2 separate regions of the Triticum aestivum genome follow, and region 2 is linked to region 1. The links are chromatin contacts, called in public Hi-C maps. All regions are on one chromosome and are shown on one strand. The core of a region is the stretch at or near the end of the contact, and the rest is flanking DNA. Distances in the headings are between cores, read along the strand shown.

Region 1 (3,120 bases), core at 189-2,688:
TAAAACAGTCAGAAACAGGGCCAGGATCCGAAAATTGACATTAATAATCTCTTCTCAAAAAGACTAGGCTCTTGGTCAGTCCTTGGAACACGTGCTGTGGCACAAATTCAATTCTTGGGTTTGAAATGAGGCAAATTAAATTTGGGAGAATTTGACATGCCATCAGTCTTTTATTTGGAGATATACAACAGATAGCTCAGCCTAATATATAAAACTGTTAGAAACAGGGCCAGGATCCTAAAACTGACATCAATAATCTCTCCATAAAAGACTAAACTCTCCGTCAGTCTTGGGAACACGTGTGTTGACACAAATTGAACTCTTGAGGATTGGAATGAGACCAAAAATATATAGCTTAAATTTGATTACTAAAAAAGAGATTCTGCATCTGCTTACTGAAGCACGAGAATCATCGACTGCCTCTGTTCAAATCAAAAAGACTAAACTCTTTGTCAGTTCTTGGACTGGAAGTCTGGAACACGTGTGGTACTAACACGAATTAAGTCCTTGAGGATTGGTTGAAATGAGACAAGACAAAGAAATACTACAAGCTCGAATTTAGTGGTTACTAAAAAAAGGAGGGATCCTGCAATCTGCTTGACGAGGCAGGAGAATCAGAGGAGGAAACAGAGAATCCATCCAATTACTCACACCGGGGCAGCAGGAGCAGTACAAATGAGGAAAGCAATCAATCAGTAGCCACGGCGCTCACCTTCCTCGGCGGAGCCAGGGAGAGGATCCTCCGCCCTCTCTGCTCCTCCTCCTCCGCCGCCGCCGCAGCCGCCTGCAGGTTCAAGCAGGAAAAACTCCCAGAGTTTCGTCATGGCCCCGCCGGCATCGCCGGACGGACGGAAGCAGGAAAGCAGAGGGGGGAAAAGAGAAGCAGAAAAATATTGCGCCCTCAGCGCCAAGGTTGAAGAAGAAGAAGGATACCTTCCGTGGAGGCCATTATATCCCTCCTCTGCTTCGTTGCCGCTGCCAAGAAGTTCGCTTGCCCGGACAGGGACAGGGACCGAGCTTGACGAAACTTCAGCAAGGACGACTACTCCTCCTCCCACCGCCGATGCCTTCTCCTCGCATTGAAGAGAAGAGAAGAGGCTACAGACTACTCCAACTGGAATCACCGGACAGCAAACGCTCCTACTAGCAGCAGCGGCTGGTAGGCAGGAGTACTGGGGTGGATTGAGCTCTGTACGGCGACCAAGAAAATGGAGGACGGGTGGACGGATGGATGGATGGATGGGGGCAACCGAAATTAATACGAGAGGAGAGAGGATCGTAGGCCGGTGCAGGGGAGGTGGCGGTTCTTTTTGAAACTGGGGCGGCGCTTCTTCCCCCTCCGCCGCAGATATTCCTCGCTTCTCTGAAAAGCAGCGAACAATACGGAGAGAGAGAGGGAAAGAGTGAGTGGGGGAGAGAGAAGGCGATGAGCAATGAGGACTCTCTCCGGTGCACTGCAACTTTATGTAGTGACCTGCTGGGTGCCCACACAGCTCAGGCCAAGACAAGGCTGGGGAATACTTTTTTTTTGCGATCTAGTACTACATTTTATAATACTTTTTGTGTAAAAGAAAAAAAAGAATTGTGGTGGTAATGGAATGGTTCTCATGGTCTCATGGAGAGTGATGCAGGGGGAGAGGGGCATACCAGAGTTGGTGATGGGGAAGACAATATAATTAGTGGGTCTTGATGGTATGCTTGTCTTCTTCCTTTCTGGCCCTGTGCCCAGCTCCAGTAAGTAAATCTTTGGTGCGTGGATTAGATGTTGCTGTTAGTGTTGGGGGCGGGGCGATTAAGCTTGATGGTGCGGTTTGATCCTTTGCGCAATTAGGGATTAGAGAAGACTACTTTGTGCGTGTTGGATGCGGTGGTAGGGTTTGGGTGTTGGGAAGTGAGCCGTGCCTTTCCTGCGGATGGAGTCCTACAACCATCGCCCCTTTTTCTTGGTCCGTTCTGCTGCTCCTAGCGGCTCTTTTCTCAAAAGATTATTTACCAACTCATGGGAGATCAGGTGCTGGCCCTGAGCTAGTAATAGAACACTCCATTTTGCATGGACTTGTCTTCGCTTGGGCTATGGCGCTTAGCATTGGGTGGGGGGTACATGCGTTGGAATGAACAATGTGAAGATGCATGCCCTGATTTGGTGTGAAAGCGGCACGGCCGGTTGGCAAAATTTATGGATCGTGCCTTGCTGCCTGTTTGCTCCACGTTGTGGTGGCAATCAAGTCCCGGCGCAAAAGGTCGCACAAAGCATCCTTTGGCCCAAAGGGACGCTTGTGTTTAAGGGATCAAGGACCAGCGTTTTCCGTTCTCAATGTAACAGGTTATTATTGTTACACTTATAAATCCGTTTTCACACCAGCCCGCCAAAAAAAAATTGTTTTCACAACGAAATGCTGCCGTTTTCAGACATGGCATTGGGGAGTACTGCATCATTTCAGTTTTAACAGGTTTTCTACAGTAAAGTTCATTTTCACACCGAAAATACTCCCATATTCCGGAACAAACATTACCTTATTTTGGTTTAAACATTTTATTTTGAATTTTTTTAACATTTGGGTACGATAATTACTAGCCATTGGAGATGAGAAAAATGGTTCAGCGGATGGTCATATCGCCGTAATGGGCTGGATTTTTATGTATATTTATATCTATCTCATATATCTATATATACCAATATGAAAAACAAAGGGGTGATCCAATTAATCTTGGCAATTGAACCATGTCAATCCAACGATCTAGATTGATCCAATGGTGAGCGCATCAACATGTTTAGCTTGTAAGTAATATCGTATCAAACATTAACATTTGTGCTAATTACATACCAGTATAAACAAAACAAGTGGCGCATATCCAATTAATCTTGGCCATCAAGCCATGTCAATCCAACTACCTATAGTGCTCCAATGGTGAGTGCATCAACATGTTTAATGTGTGTCGTACCAAATATTAACATTTATGCTAATTGTATACCAATATAAAAAGACCCAGAGGGGCATACCCAATTAATATTGGCTATTGAACCATGTCAATCCAACGATAGATTGCTTCGATGGAAAGAGCATCAACATGTTTAGTGTGCAATTAATATCATACTCCCTTCATTCCCTTATATAAAAC
Region 2 (2,939 bases), core at 58-2,557, 120 kb after region 1:
TTCCAAAATTCCACTACGAGAAGAATGTTCCCTCCACCAGCAGCGTGGAAGTACGTATTTTCTTGGGCCGAAAATTCGCTACGCACGTACGCACGGCACGCAACACGCTTGTTGTTGAGCTTCTACAGCAAGACTGCTTGATGCTCCCTTCGTCCATAATATAAAAGCGTTTTTGTCAGTAAGAAAGTACAGTTGTAAGCAGAATGTTGTCTATTCAGAAACCGAACCAACAAACTACGTACCGCACGCTACTGTCGGTGACACGGATATCAACTATAAGCTGCTTCCGCACGACAGACAAAACGGCGAGTAAATCGCATTTTAAATTCTAAATGCAACACTACACCAAATCCTGCCCCGTTCCGAAGAATTGCTTCGTACGGTCGAGGGGAGAAAATCGGGTCAGGCTCGTCAAACGACACAAAGGACCATCACCCCACGGCAAGACGTAAAGCAACGATCCACCTACCCTACCCACGATCGGACTTGATGAAGTGGTTGTTAGCGTCGCACGGCCCGCCGGACGGCCGTGTGGTCAAACGCCGACAAAGCATTATCCGGGGCCATCAGCTTAATAGAGTGCCGCTAGCAAAAGCAAAGCTAAACGTCTGGCGTTTGGCGAGCGTGCAGTGCGAGTGCAACCAGTGGCCTGAAGCAGTAGAGGGAGTGAGAGAGATCGAGCAGGTGAGCGACTCCTCTGTGCATGCATGTTTGCATATGCTGACAACAAGTGGCATCGGCGCTGCACGGTCTACCTCATCATTCATCAAGCAGTAGTTAGTGCTACTCTTCCGGGTTCCCTGCATAATAACCACTGCTTTTTAGTTTAACCTGCATAATAACCACTATTTTTGCCTTGCTGACCGGTGCAGCATCGGTTTTGACCGGGACCGAGCGCTGTTTTTTCCGTCCGCAATCATAGGAGTGACCGACGGGCTTCTACCTTTTTAATTAGGGTCTGTCTAGGACACATCTAGATGCGACATAGTTACGTCACATCTAACCTGATGTTCACTCTATTTATGGTCTATTTTTTTCCCTAGTTTTTTTTTTGTTTTTTGTTGTGGCATTATATATTGTTGGACCTTAGATGACCTTCTTAAAAAATATCTAGATGTGAATTAGACAAACCGTTTTAATTTTGCATGGTTGACGGGGTTCTCCCTGCTATCCAGGTCAAACAACCAACATGCTCCGTGCCGTGGTTTTCCGTCGTCGACTTTGGTGGTCAGGTCAGGCTCGCGGCCAAAAAACAGCACGCGCGCGCATGTGGCGAGGACGGCGGCGGCAACAAGGGGGACGCACGAGGCCGACTTTTTCTCCGGCCACGTGAGCCGGTCGTGGGTAGCGCCGTCGCGATAGTGCCCCTGCCCCGTCTATCTCGTCTGACGCACCGACCCGCCCGGCCGCCACTGCGCGTGCCACGTGAACCGGTCGTGCTGAAGGTGGCGCCGAGACATGCCTCGCGATAGTGCCGTCCGCCGTGCGCGTGCACAATCATCTCATTTGAGGCGCCGTTGCGTGACGAGTCCACAATAAGAGCAAACTCCAACGCGCTGACCCGAACGGACCGTGCTTTTGTTCGTTTTTTATTCGTCTGAGTCGGCTGCCTGCTCGGCGTCCGTCGTCTTTAAGATTTGGGTTGGCAGTGCGCCCAACGGCCGCGACCCATTTCATGTCCGCGCGTAAATTTTGAAAAAGGCCCGCGGCCATAGTTCATGTCAGCGGCCATGTCATCGCCCGAAGTTCATGCCGACTCCATGCCAGCGCCGGCATACAATGTCAGCTTCAGAAAAACACCACACAGTTCAGCTGGCACACTTGCCAGCGGCCGGCAAACATGCCAGCACCCAAAATGGGGCGGGAGTTCGACCACGCCATCTCTGTCGTGGTCATGCCATCACACTTGCCGACATAAAAAAAGGATGGCGCTCGCCGCCATAGGTCACTCGTCGTCGAACTTGAGCATGTCGGTCTGCATCTTCTCGAACTACGGCCTCTTCTTGGCGACACTGTGTTGAGATCCACCTTCATTGTCTCCACCCCCGTCATCATGCTAGCGAGAGCCACTTCTTTCGCCTTCGTCTTGGCATTGACGGCCTTGATCTCTAGCATCTTGGCTTGCTTCTCCGCCTCCATCTCAAGCATCCTCGTTTGTTTCTCCGCCTCCATTTCAAGCCTCCTCCTTTGGATCTTCATGAAGGCGTTCATTTGTTCTTCCTTGTCTTGCCGGCGCTTCTTCTCCCTTGAATCCTTCTTGGTCATCATGTCCTCCACGGTTGCGATCAAGGCATTCGATGCCGCATCCCGCTTGTCCTCCTTCTTGGAGTTGGTCTTCCCCCGCGGCCGTGGCTTCTCGCTGTCCCCAACCTCCTCCATGACCTTCTTCCCCCCACGCGACATGAGGGCGGTATATTGCGCCTTGAACTTCTACTCATCTTTGATGACTCTCCAACAATGCGAGAGGTTGAAGGACTTGCCATCGTGTTGGACCTTCAATCCCTCCAAAGCTTGGAATGCCTACAAATGAATTGCATGCAAGCATATTGACAAATAGATATGAAAATGGACATGCAAGCATAAACGAAATGACACAAAGAGGGGTGCTTGCTAGCATACCATGTCTTGCATGCCGATGCCGCTCACGGGACGTGCCTTGATGCTCTCAAGAGTGGCACAAACCTTGCTGCACTCTTGTTGGATCACCTTCCAATGCTTCGAAATGGACACCCACCCGGGCATGCTTTGCATTTGGTACGGCAGAAACTTCTTGCACTCATGAAACTCACGATGGACACGAGTCCAAAAGTTTGATGCCTTTTGTTCGGCACCGGTCTTGGGGTCTTGCCCAATGTCCCTTCAACACTCACAAAGGAGCTTGTCCTCGGCCGCCGTATATGCCTTGGTCCGCCTGCTCTTGCACTTTGGCTTTCCCCCGA

Evidence for each region. A called contact is a pair of places that touch in the nucleus more often than the background predicts.
Region 2: a contact with region 1 is called in a Hi-C map of root, with 5 times the contacts expected there. The contact joins the enhancer-like site here to the promoter of LOC123171569 in region 1. A contact is called at or near these places in 3 of 5 Hi-C or Micro-C datasets (leaf and root).

The regions. Positions count from the first base shown.
Region 1 is chr7D:587,551,542-587,554,661 of IWGSC CS RefSeq v2.1, forward strand. LOC123171569 (receptor-like cytosolic serine/threonine-protein kinase RBK1) reads right to left here and starts at 1,439. Exons shown (of 8, transcript XM_044589021.1): 1 at 934-1,439. The coding sequence starts at 949.
Region 2 is chr7D:587,669,249-587,672,187 of IWGSC CS RefSeq v2.1, forward strand. No RefSeq gene overlaps it. Among protein-coding and RNA genes, the nearest start is that of LOC123167432, 110 kb to the right of the region's middle. Within about 2 kb of position 1,308, at least 6 of the 8 cell types and tissues checked have an H3K27ac peak or open chromatin away from gene starts, as enhancers often do. A contact at or near this core is called in leaf and root, where this site is marked.